2 separate regions of the Gasterosteus aculeatus genome follow, and region 1 is linked to region 2. The links are chromatin contacts, called in public Hi-C maps. All regions are on one chromosome and are shown on one strand. The core of a region is the stretch at or near the end of the contact, and the rest is flanking DNA. Distances in the headings are between cores, read along the strand shown.

What was found. Hi-C and Micro-C count contacts between places; a contact is called where the count stands out from the background.
Region 1: a Hi-C map of skeletal muscle shows a contact between it and region 2, with 5 times the contacts expected there. The contact joins two enhancer-like sites. A contact is called at or near these places in 3 of 6 Hi-C or Micro-C datasets (skeletal muscle and whole body).

What each region holds. Positions count from the first base shown.
Region 1 is chr21:19,648,455-19,652,470 of fGasAcu3.hap1.1, reverse strand. No RefSeq gene overlaps it. Among protein-coding and RNA genes, the nearest start is that of LOC120811840, 32 kb to the left of the region's middle. Within about 2 kb of position 2,325, at least 3 of the 9 cell types and tissues checked have open chromatin away from gene starts, as enhancers often do.
Region 2 is chr21:19,531,908-19,536,240 of fGasAcu3.hap1.1, reverse strand. LOC120811873 (cadherin-12) reads left to right here. Exons shown (of 12, transcript XM_040167583.2): 9 at 2,701-2,822. Among protein-coding and RNA genes, the nearest start is that of LOC144390445, 33 kb to the left of the region's middle. Within about 2 kb of position 2,655, at least 1 of the 9 cell types and tissues checked has open chromatin away from gene starts, as enhancers often do.

The sequences.
Region 1 (4,016 bases), core at 1,076-3,575, 120 kb before region 2:
CGACTTCCGAGCACAAAGGAACTGCATCAGTGGCATGGCACGCTGCCTAGTTTGTTATAATTACAAGCAAAAGCAGGTCTGAATGGGCATCTTAATGACCAAACAAATTGTTGAATATTTCAAACCCATCTGGATCGTTTTCTGAGGGGAAATGTAATTGCTGTTCAGGCACGGTGAATAGTATCCTTGTGGTTTACCCGTATACCTGAGACGATGCATAAGGCCACTTCCTTTTCTGCCAACTCACACCATTTCAGGTTTCACGTCCCACGAGTCCGTCGGTCAGGCCTGGGATGGTCATTGGAGCTGCAGAGCTCATTCTACGTCTCTACTGCGTGATGGAAAGCAGAACACATGCACACACTTCCACTGGGGTTTGACTTGGTGGCCGTCGACACGTTGTGTTCAGCTCGCTCTACGGACATCGGGCCTCCGCAGCAGTAGACTTCATTCATTGGTATTTGGCTCCATCTCCTGGATGCGTGAAACCAGAGCACAGAGACGCTGCATCGTGCTCGCACATTGTGTTATGAAAACATCTAGAAAAAGCATCACGGGATCATAAAATAACACACGTTTGTGTCCTTTGTGATATTCAGGTTGACTGAAAACAGAAGTGCAAACATGACACACGGGAGATGCTGCTTTATTAAACAGAGCATATGTTGATTGAATGGTACATTGTGCTCCTCGTAGTGTACCGAGCGTACCTGGTATTCCAGTCTCTGTTAGACACACGCCGTGTGCACGTGGGCTCGATTGCTCTGACGTCCTCAGGAGGTCGCCAGCAGGGGGCAGCAGAGATCTTTGAACAAGTACCTGGAAGCGGCACCAATTCATCGCAGGAAAAGAAAGAAGAGCCCCTCCAGTTCCCAGGGAAACGCTCTCCGGTGCACATGTTGTTTGACCGTATTCAAAAGAACACGTGTAGCTGTAGGTGTATTTTTTTATTTTATTTTGGAGCTGATGACATTTAGATGGTTGCTGCATTTTCTCAGCTAACGGGTTACTGGTTATATTTAATTCATTTGACAGGGATCTTCTCATCTGGCAACAAAGTAAAAAATTCACAAGTCAAGTCAAAGTATTCCTTTAATTGTTTGACAGTGTCAAGTAAATGATGCTAATGAATAAAACAAATCACAGTATTTATAACTCCATTACCTGCAGTGACCTCACTCATAAATTCACCGTCCAATCAGGGAATACGTCTCCTACCAAACAATGACAAAAACAAAACAACCCTGGTGGCGCATTAATTTGTTGGAATTACTGTGACAGTTGTGCATGTTTTGTTTCATTAACTGCGCCGTATGAGTTCCACCATTCGGCGTTTATGATCATGATCATTGCGACCCCACGTTACACAGATGAGATGCCACGGAAAGCATACGCGGGCGATTACATTCCCTGACTCCCACTTGTCCTCGCTCTGACCCCGCTTACAATGAAAATAATCAGAAGGCACGCCGCCGTCAAACAATGTGAGCGCGCAACATTTAATCTAACCTCTGACTGCTCAGAAACCAATCCCACCTGCCCCGCGTCTCACTGCTTAGCATCCAACGTCAATGAGGGCCAACGGACCCGGCACAGGTAAAGCGGCTCCGCACGGAACAGAGTAAAATGGGAAGGAGCATCGTTTGTTTCTTTGCGTGCGCTTTGTGGCCGTGTTTCCCCCCCGTAGATAGTCTGTGTGACTGCTGCCTCTAGCTTGTGTGTACCGAGTGTGTTCCAGAGGTCAGCTGCGATCTCATCTCCTGCTCCCAACGTTCGTTAAGCTCCATTCTGCTCAGCGTGTCCAAATGGGGGTAATTCTGTGTTCAATTAAGCAGGGCAAGACACAGGACATTCAACACAATGTCAATGAGATGCCACTACGAGGGAGCTATCAATTTGATAGACAGTCGAGGGAGGTGGATAATAGGCCGGTGCACGTCCCCCAATCCTGCACCACCCAAGGCCATTTCCACAATTGAATTACACCGGTGCCTTGGTAAGTCACAGCTGATGGGGCCTCATGCGCGGCGGAGAGCCTCCTTGCAGTGACTGACTGGTTGTGCTGTATAATTGCGTGCTTGTCTGCAGCTATCACGGCACTGTCTTCCCACCAGCCATGGCCACGGAGCCGGTATAAGGAGACCCGCCAGGCCACACAAAGCACTGCGGTTGTCCTCAGGCGAGAGGCCAGTGTGAGAGAGAGAGAGAGAGAGAGAGAGAGAGGCTGAGTAAAGCAGGGAATGAGGGGGATGGGGTGATTCTGCTGTGCACAGCGAGCCAAATATCCCCGGGCCAGCAGCCAAGAGGCCGGTCACGAGGACAGCGCGCCAAGAGGATGCCATCCGGCCAGGTTGCACGGCCAGATAAAAAGCCCGTAGCTGCACAGAGAAAAGCCCCATAATACAACAGGCCCTCTTCTCTTTTCACTGGCTCGCCCACTTCCCACAGCAGAAGCTCTCAGCGCTGCTTGCACCGCAGCGAGAGCCCTGATCTGGAGATATCGCTGCACAGGTGTGGAAATACAAGCTCATCCTGGGGGGTTTGGCAACAAGAGGGAGGAGTGGGGGGGCTGAGAGAGAGAGAGAGCATTGAAAGCTTTGATTTTGTTTGGCGACGCACTGACGTTCCTTTTGTTGGGCTCAGCTGGTAAGCCTCTGAACAAAAGTTCCTCGGGGTCTCCAGTGTCTGCAGGACCTGCTGGATCCTCAAAGGAGGCTGCACAGACGACCATGCAAGATTCTGGAAGAACAGTATTGTTGCTCAGGGTTCATGACGGAAGCAGACTGCAATGAGGTCACCTCATCCAGGACACAATACGGCTGCATAATGACTTTTATTGTCAAAATATTGTAAAAATACAATGCAAAAAGTGACCAATTTTTCAAGTGGCATCTTCTAATGACTTATTTTTTATATATGGGTTTGCATAATTATACATATTTTAGAGTGGGATCTGGTGTAAAGATGAACCAAATAGCTTATAGTGTACCTCAGATTAAAGACAACTAATCATGTAAAAATACCAGGTTAGTGTCTCCGTTATTTGATGAAAACATCCCCACACAATGTTTTAATATTGTATAAAATGTAGGCAGCTTGGGCTTGATACATCACTTCTAAACATATCTAAAGCGCTCTATTTTAAGACTCAAAGGCCATACACCCCCCCATCTGTCCAGCACCAGCAGCAACTTTGATATTCGGAAACATTCAGCCGATTGAATGAGGCAATGGTTGGTCGGATGGTGTTTAAGGACCACATGTTTGACTTTGTAACATGGAAATAAACATGGGCACCTTGTGCCCTGAACATTGTTAAAAACCCTTTTTAAAGGAAAGCCAGAGGCACTGATCAAAGTAATCGCACCTCCTCCGTCATGAGGGACGATGTCGTCAGATGATGCGCAGACCGCGTAGTTCAGGGCAGAAAAAATGATGCATGGATCGTTTTATGGAAGTAGACAGTGTGCTAGATTTTAGGCATTGGAAAATCACACAGCTCTCATTTCCTGTTTTAGTGGTTCTGTCTTCATCCAGTAAATATAACAACAATAGTCAATCCTATGAGTGGCAATGTGCGAAACATCTCTACTTCACCATTAAACGGCGCTGTGTGTCGCCGTGGAGCTGCACGTTCATGTCTTGTTGTATCAAAGTATATAATAACGTGTGCTGCTCACTCACTGGTAACGTGGAGGACACAGCTGGCGGGAAGATGGAACGGGGACATGACGTCACCCCGGTAGGACACGGTGTCTCTCTCTCTCTCTCTAATCCCCTTTGAAAGCGATTTGGACGTCTGTCACTTGCTCGTCTCACAGAACAGATACGCTCTGATTTGATTAAATGTATAAAACCACCCCGAAGCAGTGAGACGTCGTCTACCGGCATTGAGGCAGCTGTCTGAATCACACAAATACACATCTGCGCATCTGCAATTTATTAAGTGAGCTGCCATTGATCGACCCAAAGCCCTGTGGCTCGGTGACATCTCTCCAGTTTCCCCACAGCAAGAT
Region 2 (4,333 bases), core at 1,406-3,905:
TCATTGTCGCCTTGGCAACCGACATTACCCGCTTCCCCTCAAGGTCATTGTAGTGACATGCTTATTCTGCATCCAGTGTGTGTGTGTCTTTGTGTGGCTTTTGTGCATAAATGTCAAGGAGCTGGAGGAAGAGGTGGGCCCGAGAGGAGGGGGGGAGGGGGTGATGGATGGAGGTTTTACAGTACACGCTTGTTACATATTTAGTTCATACAACCTAATCATGGGGGGGGGCTTATAAAAACCCACCATCTGAGGAGGATTCATGTTTCTACTGGTTAAAAACTAAGCGCGTGCGGTTCAGACGCCCCTGGAATAAAGCCTCGGGCCCCCCGGAGACCTGCCTGTCATCAGCTGAGCCTTTGTTTCTAAGTAGCTAAACGTTTCAAGGACGTTCCGCGTGTCACGATTACGCGTCTTGGGCTTTTCAAATGCCGCATAGGTTTAGTCAACAGAACCACTTTTTATTCCTTTTTCTTAACCGTAACCAGGAGAGTAAAACTTAAACAGCATAACATTGGTACCAAAAGTAACTCAACAATACTTTGGGACAGAGGCGGTGGTCTCCTTTCGTTTGTCCCCACCATGAATTGACCTTGCTGAGATTTGTGAGAACTTTTTACGTTCCTCCTCTGAGCTGCACTCTATTGACATCTTTGGGATGTTGTCTGTCTATTATTCATATTTTAAAAGCGTGAAGAAGAGCAATAAATATTGAAGCGAGACACCTTGAAAACCGAGAGTAATAATCCATTTTATGAGGAGAGGTCGTGTACTGAAAATCTGACATTTCTACACTCTCGAGGACCCTCAGTTGGACCTGCAGAGCAGTTCTCAATATTTACTAAATTCATGCAGAGCTCCACTTTTGACCCGTGTCTGCGTTGGCGGCGCGTCCTTGCTGCCAATGCTTTTCAATATTGTTCCACCCACACCTTTTATTCCCCGTTACAATAACAGAGGGGAAGTGTCCAACAGTACGGGGTGAAGGACAACATTGGCCTAGAATAAAAGGAGCGCGTACGCTGCTGTGATTCGTACGACACGTGCGTTGGAGACTTACTCCGCTTAAAGGAAGACTCTGAGTTTACGCCGCAGTCATGCAGCAAAGCAAGAGCGCTCTCTGCTGCTCTCCCGCCACAGAGCACAAGCCGAATAAGGAGCCCGGGTTAAATTAATTTAAGCCCTGTGGCAATTTTTAGGAGTCAAACACAGGGGAAGAGCTATTAAATGCAATAATAACCTTGGGAGGAGGCCCGCTCTCCGTCTATTCACAGCGGAGTGAGTGTTGTTTCACACTGAAGATGGAGTTTGTGTTGAGATGTTTCTTAGTTATTCTAACCAATGTTGCACTTTCAACAGACAGTTGAACATAAGAAGTACTATCTCTGTTTCGCGTTTTATCCATTTTATTGATTTGTGGTTTAATGTGTGCTCGGTTGATTGTTTTTTTTATTAAGATGAGCTCATTCAGAAAAAGTTATACCGAGCAATGAAGCAGTAAAAAGCCGGCAGCTTCATGGCTAACCAATCACGCACCCTGCAGCATCACTCCATCTGCATTAATAAAAATGAATAGAGCATTTTTTATGGAGCCGAAATGCTGACGCCAGCCAGATTTGCACATAACCGCTGTGCCATTGCTCCATCTAGTGGGCTGAGAGACACATCACCGATGCTGCAATGAGAGCCAGTTTATAGTAATGGAGATGAGGTCTTGAGATGAGGAGGAAGAAACCATAAACCTAAATCTGGAACCCGTAAAGACTCTTATGCCCTTTTCCTCACAGATATCATTGATCTAGATTTCAAGTCGTTCTAACTTTTTTGATGCCATAGAAGTCAGGAAGTCGATGACAGAAGAGATCAGATGTTTTTGCTGGCAGAGCATCAGTCCGTAGTTCAGTCGGTTCAAAGCAGCAAATCCCACGTCCAAGTGTCATTTTTACCTCGGTGGGAAGATTGCTTTTTCCGTCAAGGTCAGACACAGGTTGCTAACTGAGCTGTGGCTGCGTCTCAATCCCCTCGATACGACCCCCCCCCCCCCCTCACGCATTCTTCTACACACCCATGCACTGGTACTCACACCGACAGGAGCAAACTAAGCCCCCCCACTGCAGAGCAAAGCCTATTCCCACATCAAATCCATAAAGTTTACCTTGCTTGGGCTTCCGCACTAAAAGAACATTTCCCCATTGTGCCGCTGCGGTGAGGAAACATTGTAACAAACAACCCCGGATTCAAGTGGTCCCTCTCTGGGGGGCTTTCAAACTCAAATTAATATGGGCTGCACACCTCGTGGCTAAAACCCACGACACAGACGATATTCTCTCTTTGGAGCCACATCCCATTATGAGAAGCGTGCTTTATTTGTAGTCAGCGCACGGGAGTCATCTAGCGTGTGTTTTTTTTTTATTATTTAAACATCGGCGTCCGGGTGCAATTCATGCGGCGGCATGTTCCAGACACAGGAGGTTCCGCTGCACAGCGAGCTGCGGTGGTGCAGCAGTTAGCGCGTTAGCACCCGCTCAAGGTCACTCGGCCTCTTTAATCCCCATGGTCATCCTGCTGCAACACCGGTGAACCTGTGTGGCTCGGGCCAAACCCGTGGGACAGTAGTACCTTCCGTGGCCACGTTCTCTGCTGTGGCGTCACAGCGAGCACGTGTAATGAAGCCCTGCTGTGTGGTGTCTCCTTCTCCAGATAGTCCAGTGCTGACCAGCCGGGTGGCCGTCGCCGTCAACGTGCTCGACATCAACGAGTTCCCGCCTGAACTCGCCGGTCACCACGAGACCTTTGTTTGTGAAAACGCCAAAGTGGGACAGGTATTTTCATGAGACACTCTCCTCTCTGCCTCTCTGTGTGCACACTTCATGCCATCCAGGTGTTTAACGCAGCAGATTTCTTTCCCCAGTTTAAGGCGAGTTGATTCTCCAGGGAGTGGATAACTGTTGATTGTCGTGTTGTTGTTCTTCCCTTCAAAACGGTTAGACTGGATGTGAAAGGTGTGGATTCATAAATTAATGCTGCAAGTGTCAATGTTTACACTTCAGCTGGAATAAACGCTGATGTTTACGTGTCTGGGGATGTTTTTTTTTCTGCTTCTCTTAGCATTTGCTGTTATAAATACACATATTTAGCTTTCACTTTGGCGCCTAACAGAAGGTTGATTTCTGGGGTTCTGCTCAAGATCACTTGAATAAAACCTTTTATTTCAAGGGAGCAGAGAACCCTTCAGCGCCGACTGTGGATCTAAATATTGAACGGATTGTGGCGTATTCGATGCAGCCAGGTGCAGAAGAAGCATTCATAAAGCACAGCAGTACTTTGCATATCAGCAGCCTGGAGTACATTTCCGATAATATATTTGAGATGCAGTGGAGAAGTTGCCTGTGCGCATTGTAAACCACCTGTGCCTGTAAATTAGCCCATTAACTAGCATCGATATGCAGTTAGCGTTCCGAGGGAGCGGCTTCCTTGGCAGTCTGTCAAAGTGCTGCAGACTCCTCATCACAACAAGGAGCTTTCTGTTCGTCCTCGGCCTGTCGCAATCAAAACAGCGGCTGTGCCCTGCATGCGAGGGCATCACGGAGTTGGAATTATTATCAGCATTTAACTTGGACTCGGGAATCTAAGAAACAGGGTTTGAGCACCAATATGATGCCGGAATTCTAAACCAATCAAATTCCAAACGAAAGAATGAAGTGAGGCGTCTGAAATCGTTTTCTTTCCGTGATGCTGCACAGACACAAATAACGTGCAAAAAACAGAGGAAGAAAAAGGCAGAAATCTAATGCCAGACTAGTCAACGACAGCCTTGTATGCTGATCAGCTGCAATCACCACGCAATATCTGCCGTGTATTCAAAGGACAGCGCCTCCCTCCTCCTCTCATATTCTGCCCCGCAGTGCAGACATTCACTTCCTCCTCGAGTTGCCACAGCCTGATTCCACCAGGTGGTTGCGCACAGCTGCTGGATTACAGAGGAGTGCAGATCTCTCCCTAGATGACTGCACTCCGGCTACTGAAAAACATACAAACCGCCTGATTTGGAGAGTCCCCCGCTGTGCCAGGGAGGGAGGGAGGCCGCTAATCCAGAGAAGCAACTAACTATGGTTATATAAATGTGTGGGACGATCAGGAGGGAGAGCGAACTGAGACCTTAAAGCTGAGATATGCTAATGCTAATGGCTCAGGCAAAGCAGTGGGGAAGACTGTCTCCTTATTTCATTATTTATTGCACTCGGGGTCCTGACTGGCCAACTGGTCGAGTGTGAAATGAGAAAAATAAACCACAAAGGAAGCATAAAACAAGAATATTTACTGCTGTTAGGTA